Regions from separate parts of the Sus scrofa genome. Here region 2 is linked to region 1. A link is a contact called in public HiChIP or PLAC-seq data. All regions are on one chromosome and are shown on one strand. Each heading gives the region's core, a stretch centred on a gene start, on an enhancer-like site or on the middle of the called end of the contact. The rest is flanking DNA. Distances are from core to core; before and after follow the strand shown. Region 1 has its middle 120 kb from the start of AKR1E2. Region 2 overlaps LOC106507923 (a long non-coding RNA gene).

What was found. HiChIP or PLAC-seq counts read pairs in DNA pulled down with a chosen protein or histone mark.
Region 2: a contact with region 1 is called in an H3K27ac HiChIP or PLAC-seq map of alveolar macrophages. The contact joins two enhancer-like sites. A contact is called at or near these places in 3 of 47 Hi-C or Micro-C datasets (embryonic fibroblasts, mesenteric adipose tissue and subcutaneous adipose tissue) and 1 of 2 datasets of contacts at active chromatin or transcription factors (alveolar macrophages).

The regions. Positions count from the first base shown.
Region 1 is chr10:65,814,090-65,819,130 of Sscrofa11.1, forward strand. No RefSeq gene overlaps it. Among named protein-coding and RNA genes, the nearest start is that of AKR1E2, 120 kb to the left of the region's middle. Within about 2 kb of position 2,877, at least 29 of the 83 cell types and tissues checked have an H3K27ac peak or open chromatin away from gene starts, as enhancers often do. A contact at or near this core is called in alveolar macrophages and subcutaneous adipose tissue, where this site is marked.
Region 2 is chr10:66,715,813-66,720,853 of Sscrofa11.1, forward strand. LOC106507923 (a long non-coding RNA gene) reads right to left here. Exons shown (of 3, transcript XR_001304313.2): 3 at 4,405-5,041. Among named protein-coding and RNA genes, the nearest start is that of KLF6, 230 kb to the left of the region's middle. Within about 2 kb of position 2,754, at least 16 of the 83 cell types and tissues checked have an H3K27ac peak or open chromatin away from gene starts, as enhancers often do. A contact at or near this core is called in alveolar macrophages and subcutaneous adipose tissue, where this site is marked.

The sequences.
Region 1 (5,041 bases), core at 1,627-4,126:
ATCCCGCCGGGCTTCCTGTCTGTTCGTGGGGGTGGCCAAGCCACGTGTTCCCTAATACTTTGTGATCAGTGAGGCTGGGGGTGGGGGTTAGAGGGAGTGGGAGGGAAGGCGGGCCAGCAGCTGGGGAGAGGGGGAGAAGGGAGAGAAGAGGGAAGGAGGAAGAGGAAGAAAAACCCGGGGAGACTTGAGGACGGAGAGCTACGGAGGAGGGCCCCTGGGGTCTGTGGTTCTGTTATCCCCCTGCCCCGCCCCCACTCTAAGGAGCCCCGGAAACCTCATCGTCTGTCACTCGCTCTCTCACACCCCCTCTCATTCTCCACCCTCGCCTTTTGATTTGGGGTCAAGAAAGCTAATCGCAACCCACTGGGCAGCCCAGGCTCCCTAGAGGTGAACCAGCCGCGGGGGCGGGGCAGGGGATGGGAAAGTGAAAAGGGGACAGTGCGAGCCTATCTCCCTCCTGCAGGCCTGCGGCGCCGCGTCCCAGGGGTGGCTTCGATCCCCTGGAAACCCAGTTTCTGCCCAGGGGCCCTCCCTCCGTGGCCCTGGCGTGTCCTGGGGAGGGTGGCTTCACACAGCTGCTGGACCCGGGTCATGTTCCCATCGCAGAAGCGGCATCGCAGACCCCCTGGGCAGCTGGGACATCCGGCTGGGAATGGTGGCTGGGAATGGTGGCTCGTCCTCTTCCGGAGAAGACCACCCACAGGGACCCCCTGGCCCAGGAGGTTCTGCCTTCCCTCTCCCTTGGGGGCAGCTGGTGGACAAGGACAAACTAGGATGTCAATGGATCCTGTCTCTGCAAGGAGGGTCTGGCGGTGGACTCTCTACAGTAAAACCCTCTGAGAGCTCTGTCTACCTCCTGACTTTATCCGTTGTTGTCGTCGTTGTTACATGCTCAGCTTGAGGACCAAGAGTGCCTAACTGTGACACCTAGGTCTCAAAAGTCAACCTTTGTTCCCAAGTGAAAGTAAATATTCTCCCGCCTTCATTCAGAAACAAAACCCACTTTTTGGGTTTCATAAAATTTATTCTTCCTGTTGACACAAGAGAAAAGTTGGCTGACTATGAGTTGATGCATAGAAGATGCGTTACATAAGGACATTATCCCTTTTTAATCAAAATTTTCAGTGAAGCCCACTGTATACGGGGATAGTCAAATGCAGAGAGGACACAGCGTTCCTAGCCCGTAGGCAGACAAGGTCCAAACTGCCGTCGGACAGCCGGGCCAAAGGCAATTGGCTCTGAGAGGAAAGGAGGCTGAAATCTACGTATATCTGTCTTCAGCTTATCGGCAGTAAGGAGTTAGTAGCCCAGACATGGGTGTTAGTCAGATCATAATCTTTCACATAATGTATCTCGTTTGATCCTGACAGTGTCCCCCAAATCCCGGCAAGTATACCTTTCTAGGTCCCTCCTTGGAGAGTCTTAAGGGGCTTCCCCCAGTAGCTCTACATGCACTAAGACGGAAGGACGGGTTAAAATCTAGGCAAGTAAGTCATGAGCAAGAAGAAATGCTTGTGTTTGAAAATGACAAGTTCTCATTTATGTGTCACCAACCCTAATCCAATATATTCCTGAATCGTATATTATTTATATGGACTTATTTTTAAAGCAATTGTCCCATGTTTTTAAAGCAGATTTAAGAATATGGTCTAAAAAAGCCTGGACCAAGTTTCAATATATAATGATGGAATCTCTTCAAATAACTCAACAGGCACTGAAGGATTCATGCTGACTGCGGTATGTCTCAGAGTCAGAATCTGCCATCAGGACATACGGTGTAGGTAGGTTTGCTTTCACATTGATTTTTCTTCTTGTTTCAGCCTGTGTGATTCCCTGACTACCACGGTTGAGGTGGCTGTTTTAATTTGGTTACGGCCAAGGCAAGGCTGTGTTTATCACCTTGCCCACATTTTTCCTTCAAACCAGCGCATGAAACTGAATTCAATGAGCACTGCTGAAAGCAGGTCTAAGAAAGGCATTTGGCTTCAAGGTCCTCTGCTGACCGTAATAAATTGCTCGTGAGACTGTAGATCTGAAGACTTTATTGTATCCAAACTGGCTCTGAGGAAATGCTGAATTTCATAAATAATAATAACAGCAATGACGATGAACTTGGATGTGTCAACTTTCCAAGCAAATTGGAGCTGCACGTAACTTCAAAAGGAAGAAATGCTTTTGCTAGCTGTGGACTTAGAAATGCAGATGTGTCATACTTTAGGCTCTTGATTAGAACAAAACCCTGACAAATGCAGAATCATTTGTAAAAATAGGCATGTGTGAATACTACACATATTCTACATATATACATCATATGCAGTATACACACACACAATACTATGTAAAACTACAGGTATAGAAATACGGACACAAACACAGGCATACATTTAAAAAGCACACTATAAAAATATATATGTTCAAAGATATAAAGTATGCTAAAGTACATAAATGCTATAAAAGTGTGCATGTAATATATGACTATTATTAGTACATGTATTACATACACATATGTAATATATTACACATTAATACCATTATTAATATTAGTAGTATATTCTAAGTATATAGACTAATATATTTTAAAATATATACTCTTTTAATACACACTATAGTATATACTGATGTATTTTTTAAAACTGAAAGAAACCTAGTTTCCTTTTTATTTGTGTTCCTACGGGTGGCAGCCGCTTTTTTCCGGGTCTCTCTCATTAGCCGTGATTAGGATATTCCCTAATTCTAAGTCCTCATTTCTCAGTGTAGACTGTGGGTCCCCAGCCTGGGAGGAGGGAGCGGGGTTTCCCGGTTTTATAAACACAAGTCTCCCTGGAGATTCCTACCAACAGAGGACGAGGCTCCCCGGACACTTACTGAGGGTGGCCACTAGGGGGCACAGGTGTCCACGTTTCTGCATTTGGGGCAGCTGTGCTTCCCTGGCGCTGGGAAACTCTGATTCAGATCATTGCTGCAATTAGAGTTTTCAGGTGAAGATTTCCCCGTCTTTTCAAGTCTTTTCAGCCTTGAAACAAATTACATTTTATCGTTGTAAAGGTTAATTCAAATTCAGTGAACAATTTGGAAAATACCTAAGGTAGGACCACAGAAACAAAACCAAGGATGACCACTAAAATTTCCATCATCAAGAAATAAATATTCTGACAATATTTTGGTTTTCTGCCTATATGTTTTTGTGTATTTGTGTGTGTGTGTATATATATATAATTATATTATGAAATGAATGTTACAAAATGAATATAAATGAAAATTATATTATGAAATACCCAAAATTATATAATTTAATATATAATGTATATTTATATCTTATATCATATTTGCATATACCATATCATTCATACATGTATAGTTTTCAAAAATGGAGATTGCTTTGAAATACTCAATTATATTCTGTTTCTCTTCTCATTTCATTTATACTTTTTCTCAGTTTGGGTGGTGAACACATACATTTCATGACAAAATATATGAGAATTGAGCACTCTGCAAAAGGGATTCAGCATTGTACTGACTGTGGGCTCCATGAAATAAAATGAGGGCAGGGGGTTCCCCTCACGGCTCAGTGGTTAACAAACCCGACTAGCATCCGTGAGGACGCGGGTTGGATTCCTGGCCTCACTCAGTGGGTTAAGGATCATGAGCTGTGGTGTAGGTCGCAGATGCGGCACAGATCCCGAGTTGCTGTGGCTGTGGCTGTGGCCAGCAGCTGTAGCTCCAATTCGACCCCTGGCCTGTGAACTTCCATATGCCACGGGTGTGGACCTAAAAAACAAAAACAAAAAAAAGAAAAGAAAAAAAAGAGGGCATATCTCCAATTTTCATCAGCACGTCTGGGTCACAGACTCAGGAGAGACTTCATTGCAAGCTCATATTCTACCCTACTTGCTGCAAAGAGCCTTAGCTAGTTTAAGGATGTCAAAATCTTAGCATATCCTATTGCTAAAAGCTCTGGTTTTACATGCGGTACCGTGGTACGACTTTTATGCCTTAGAACTTTCCATCTTGCCATCTTCCAGCCTTTGGAAGACATGTTTTCTGCAGTATTTACTTGGAATATTTTCCCATCATTTTTGTATTCTATTGGGTAACTTGGAAAGCTTGACTAATATAATCTTTCAGACTGCCAAGAACTAACAGGCAGAAATTAGATCAGCTAAGTTTACTCTTTCTCTTAATAAATATTTTGTGAGACTCTGCTGCAGTCTGATTCATGGACAAATGTTACACAAGGCAGACTTTGCCTACTTTCTAGCCTCTGCCTAAAATGCCACTCTCAGCAGCAAAGTGATGTGTTTCTCTGTCACCTCTAGGTACAGAAAGAAAAACTTTAGTTTGGACATTACTGAGTCAGGCACACAAACCTAGAGACCTCGCAGGTCTGTAGTGAGGCGAGGAATGCGGTAGGTCCCAGGGTTACGGCTCAAACCCCGTGTCTTGCACTCTTGGGGCTCATTAATGACTTCTAAGGCCTTCCTGTAACCACTGGGACAATTAATTTAATTAAAATCAACCTAATTCAGCCAACATCCGGTTCTGCTAGAGAATATATTAGATACTCTCATGCATTAAAAAAAAATTTGCTTCTAATTCAATAAATATTACTGGAAATCAGCTATCCACGTGGAAAAGGTAAATGACATTAAAAAGTAAATTTTACCTAAGGTGGAACTACGTGTAAAGAACAAAACTTTAAAATGTGGAGGAAAAACACAGAAGAGTCTCTTCATGTCCACAGGGAGGGAAAAATTAAGTCCGATCAGAAAGGAAAAACACAAATCATGAATGCAATCAGTTCATCAATCAATCAAATTTAATATATTTAAATTAAATTAAAACAATTTAAATAAATATTTAATTATATTAAATTTTTGATTAAAAATAACAAGCCACAGACGGGAGGAATAAAGAGACTGACAGTGCATACAATTAATACAAAACTATCAACCAAAGTAGAATTTTACAACATAACTCCAAGAAGAAGACCAAAAAAGGGGAAAAAAAGGGAAAGATAAGGAGAACAGAACACTTCACAGAA
Region 2 (5,041 bases), core at 1,504-4,003, 900 kb after region 1:
TAGAAAAATTAAAAAAAAGAAAAATTTGAGTGAGTAATGGAGGAAAGCCAGTCCTCTTAGAGCTACAAGAGAAATGCTGCAGTACTGGCAGAAGAGTAAACATTTTAATCATTGGAAAGGATTAGCTTTCCCAGAAGCACATGCTAATAGAGAAAAACGTATTGGTAGCAAAGAAAGGTAATTAATTTAATAAATGATGTTGAAAAATGTGTAGTCGTAGTTGGGGGAAAAATCAATGAAGACTATTAATTCATACCATATATAAAAACAAATTGAAGAAGAGGTCAAGGGAATATGTACAGAGCTAAAACACTAAAAATAACAATTTTTTTTTAAAATTAACATTTTGGAAACAGGAACATTTAATTATACCAATTAAAAAGGACTTTCTAAGAAGACAGTCAGTGGAAGAAGTTATGAGCAGGACATAAACGCATCGGAGGACTATTGAGGATGAGCGACAGCGTCAGGGAAGCACTTGCTTCTCTTCTGTCCCGCTTCTCGGTGCTCGTCCCGGCTCATCCTGCAGCCCTCGCAGCCCAGCCCCACAGCTCCGCTGACCGTGACCACATCCAGACAGAGTGCAGATGCCCTCTGGGCTCCCATTCACGTGGGCAAAGGAAAAGCTTCAGGGAGCCAGACAACACCCACTGTGAAATAACTAAAGGCAGGTAAGAACCTTGGCAACTCTGTGCCACAGGGGTTGCAGGCAAACTGTTTCCAACAGGAAAATAGCCAAAAGTTGACTCACAGAACAGGAAAAGGAGAGAGTGAAAAGCAAAGGGAAGCTGGCCCTCCTCCTCTCTTATAAAGAGAAATTCACGTTCTTAAACCAGTGAGCTCTCACTGATTGCCTGACAGAGTTATAACCATTCTTCCTTTCTTTCACTGAATTAAAGAAAGAGTTTCTCCTCGGATTTCTGGTAGACAGTCTCATTCACTGCTGGTCAGAGCCTGTCGTGGTACGGAATTTCAAAAAAGAATTTCTCAGTTTATAGCAATAGAACGTAACGTTGCCTGTGCCCCTAGAACTGGTAACTCCATTCCTAGGAGTATATCTTTACACAGAATACGACTTGTCGACAAAGATCCGTGGGCGGTGAGGTTCTCCCGAGTTATGCAGAACTGTTAATACCAGAGATGGGCAAGGCTCAGAGCAGGACTGAATAATTTAGGTACATTGCTAAGATAAAGTATTAACGGTCACTAAAAATAGTAGTGTTAAAGCAGCTTAAATTACTTGGAAATGGGAAGTGAATAAAAGCAGGATGTGGGCAGCCTGTTCACCTTGATGCATGGATACATGCCTATTTGACTTTACAAAGGGCATTGTTTACTTACGTTGCCATAGCAACGAAGAGAGGGCCACACCCACCCCCAAGATAACAGTGTCAGTGCTGCTGCTAAGTTTGGCCAACACGGATGAGTAGTAGTTCCTCCTCTGTATTTTGTCCTTATTTTCCAGCTGTTTTCAAAGGACTGTTAATCATTTCCACTAAAAAGGTCAATGCAGAGGTCTTTAGAAAGCGGCTTCAGGGATGAAATGGCTCGGACCTCGGGCAGGCCTCTCTGTCTCATCTCTCCTTTGGTGAGAGTGTGAGAGGGACAGAGCGGCCTGGACGGTACAGCCACTGCTGAGTGGGAATCGAACCATAAATCCTGCCCTTTAGCAGGAGAGGAGGCCCTCAGAGAGGGGGCTTCTCCCGGGGGCGGGGGGAGTCGGTGGAGATCTTGACGCAGAGGCAGAGGTCAGCTGGAGAGAGACAAGACGAGTGAGATGAATTCAGCACACTAACTCATTCGGCAAACCTTCATCCAGCATTCTCCCTTCTGTATGTTAAGTATTGTGTCAGATGTCAAGTCCATTCAGCCGTGCATACTTAGCTCGAGGGAAGCCAGGGCGCAGATGGAGGCTTTGGAAAAGCTGGTGGCTCAGCCCGAGTATTAGCTCAGGCCCCAGGAGCATGACGTGCACTCAGCTTTGCACAGTCAGGAAGAGAACAGCGACTCGGTGATAAATTAGAATGATTGGAGGCAGAATCCCAAGTGAGAAGCTTGCATGTGCCCAGCCCTGTGCTGCAAACTGCGAGAGCGGCAATAACCAGCCCCCAAACTGCTCGTCCTCCAGTATATCCTATGCGAACACAAACAGAGGAAATTTAAATGTCGGGACAAGACTGTGCATCACTTAGAAGGGCCACCCCCAGACTCAACTCAGCAGTCCCCCTTGTCTATTTGGAAAGGAAGTCTTTCCAGCCACATGCGTACAGACCCTTCTGGGCTGAACGGCATCTCCCCCAAGTCCATGTGTTGAGGACCTACGCCCCAGGAGCGCAGGAGGTGACTGTGTTTGGAGATGGGGTCTTTAAAGAGGGGATTAAGGTCAGTGGGGTGGGCTGTATTGGACAGGTGTCCTTAGGAGGGGCTGAGGACACAGGCAGGCACAGAGAGGACCCCGCGAGGACACGGAGAGCACAGCCCTCATGCCCGGGAGAGAGGCCTCAGGAGAAAGCAGCCAGGCTGACACCGTGACCTCAACCCCCAGCCTCCAGGAGGGGAGGAGACGGGTGTCTGGTGCTCGACTCCCCAGTCCGGGACACCTTATGAAGGCCACCTAGCAGTCAGCGTGTCACTTTGCACTGCTCTGGAGATGGAAGCGCCACTCTGATTGCACAAACTCAGTCTCCTTCCTTCTGGGCTGTCACTGCAACGAGACATCGCTGACATCTGACTTAACCCTCGACCCAGAAGTGTGTGGTTTTCCTGTTTAATTTGTTTATGGTGAAGGGCTTCCTTGTTTATTACAAGGCTTAGCATCTAGTCTTTTGTGTCAAAAGTAGAAGAACCCAGGGCACAGCAGTTTGATTTCTCGTCTCTCTCCACAGCCCGTTTCAGGTTCGGCGCCAGGGCGTTTAGGAGCCAGAGCCCAGGTCAGAGCAGTGCCGTCTCTGTGGTCTCCCCTGGATGGGGGGCCCTGGGTCAGCGAGCCCTTGGCCAGCTGTCCCCGTAAGAGGGGCTGTTGGCTGGGAAGGGACTGCCAGGTGTCCGAGGACACATGCGTATGTGCGGCGTCACGGGGACAGTGCCGAGCGGCTTCCCTCAGATTCTTAAAGGACATGTGGCCCCAAACACTTGCAGACTGCCAGGGAGCTTCGTGTACATCCACGGAGTGTGGAGGGTTTCGGCTCTACCGGCTCCCGCGTTCTCTCTGTTTCCCGCTGGGACCCCACCTCCGGGTGCCTTGGAAGCGGGAAGCAGCGAATGGCATCGCATGTGTGCCGGACTAGGGATTTCTACCTAAGCGGAGGTGTCCTAAGAAGTGGTCTGTGTGGGTCAAGCCTCTGGTGCCCTGACACCCACGTCCGCGTTTGGCTTAAGGCTTTTCTGGGGAGGCGTGTGGGAGCACAACCTCGCCCAGGCTGAGGCCCCTCCTTTGACCAAGCTTGACGCACCGATTCCAGCGCTGACACAAATGCCTCAAACGAACGCCTCCCTGGCAGAAGCAGGGTGACTCCTTTCTTTTAAGTATATTCCGGAAAGTTCTGGTCGGTTTGGAAAAATTGCAGCGCTGTTAGGTCATAGCAGTAGAACACAGATCTGACTGAGGCAGAGAACGAGCCAGTGAAAAAGCCACGGCGGCCAGGATACCCGGGTCCTGGTGCCAGGGTGCCCACGGGTAGATGTCTCGGCAGCTTCTCCCTGGGAACACACAGCAGCGTGGATAGAACCAGGGACCCGGTCTGACGTCCTCGCTGACGGAGGAGGCCGAGGGCAGTGCGGGAAGCCAGACCCTCAGACGGATGCACTGCTCCCGGGGCCGGAGGCGCTTGGGCTCGGCCTGGCCTTAACTGGCCGGGCCTCAGGGGTGTGAGTGCAGGTGCCGTTTGGTTGCTGAGAGGAAACGTCCCTTTTTTATGTGCGCGGTCCAAACCCAAGTGTGTTCTTTTTTTTTTTCTGAAGAGAAAATAATGCTCAAAAGTGATACAGGCTCTCTTATAATATGGTGTGTAATTAGATCCACGTCCATGAAGAGCCGGGGGGTCTAATCGACACATGTTTATTGAACACCCAGGTGAGCACACACGAAACATGGCGTCTCTGATGTAAAGCAGTAGTGGCGTGAAAGGCGAGGCCCGTGCTCTGGTTACTGTGTAGCATCCTCGTGGCCGCAAAGCTGCGTTGGTGAGCTCTTTACACGTGTTACGCCAGTGCGATGACAGGGTTGCCTACTCACACGTCTGACCTAAGCTCCAGAACGGCCCCCAGACCTGAGGCCCATGCAGGCCAGAGGCGCAGAGCCAGGACCATCACACAGAGCACAAGCACACCCAACTTTCGAAATCCGCCCACGCTGGGGACGCCCTGCCCACCCACCCCCACCCGCCCCCCGCAGCTGAGGGGCCTCAGAAACTGGCGTCCTCTTCCTGCCTCCATTTCTCGGCCTCTCACGGGGCCAGTAACAATGTGTAGCAGGGCCAGTCAGTATATGTGAAGGGCTGTGTTGTACCTGGAATCGGACAAGCCTGCAGTTTGCGGGAATGTGCAGAAGTAGAGTCTGCTGCAGCCTGACTGTCGGGGACAGCGATGTAGGTGGGGAGCTGCTTGGAGGCCTAGAGCACAAGGAAGCTGAGGAGCCTGCACTCAGTCGCACATTTAGGATGCACTTCTGGAGACCAAACAGCTGTCCGGCAAGTCTCACGTCTAGCAAGTGCTAGGCATTGTGAGGACAGGGCATGATTGTCATTCTTACCTTAGATCAGCCCCAGAAAAGAGGCCTATTCTGCAGAAGAACAGCTTTACCTTAGAGTAGCCCACCTATCCAGAGGGAGGACCAGATATATCTTACCTCCAGTATATCTGTTAGAATTCGCCTGTTCCTGCGCCTGACGAATGCAGTGGAAATGACGGAAACAGTGGTGGGGTCGGGAAAGTCTCGGAAGAAGTAAAATTTTAATGAGGTCTTGAAATATAGGTAAAATATTGTGAAAGAAAGCAGTTTGAAAAGGTGTATAAGATCAGAAATCAGAGTATTGGATCTAGG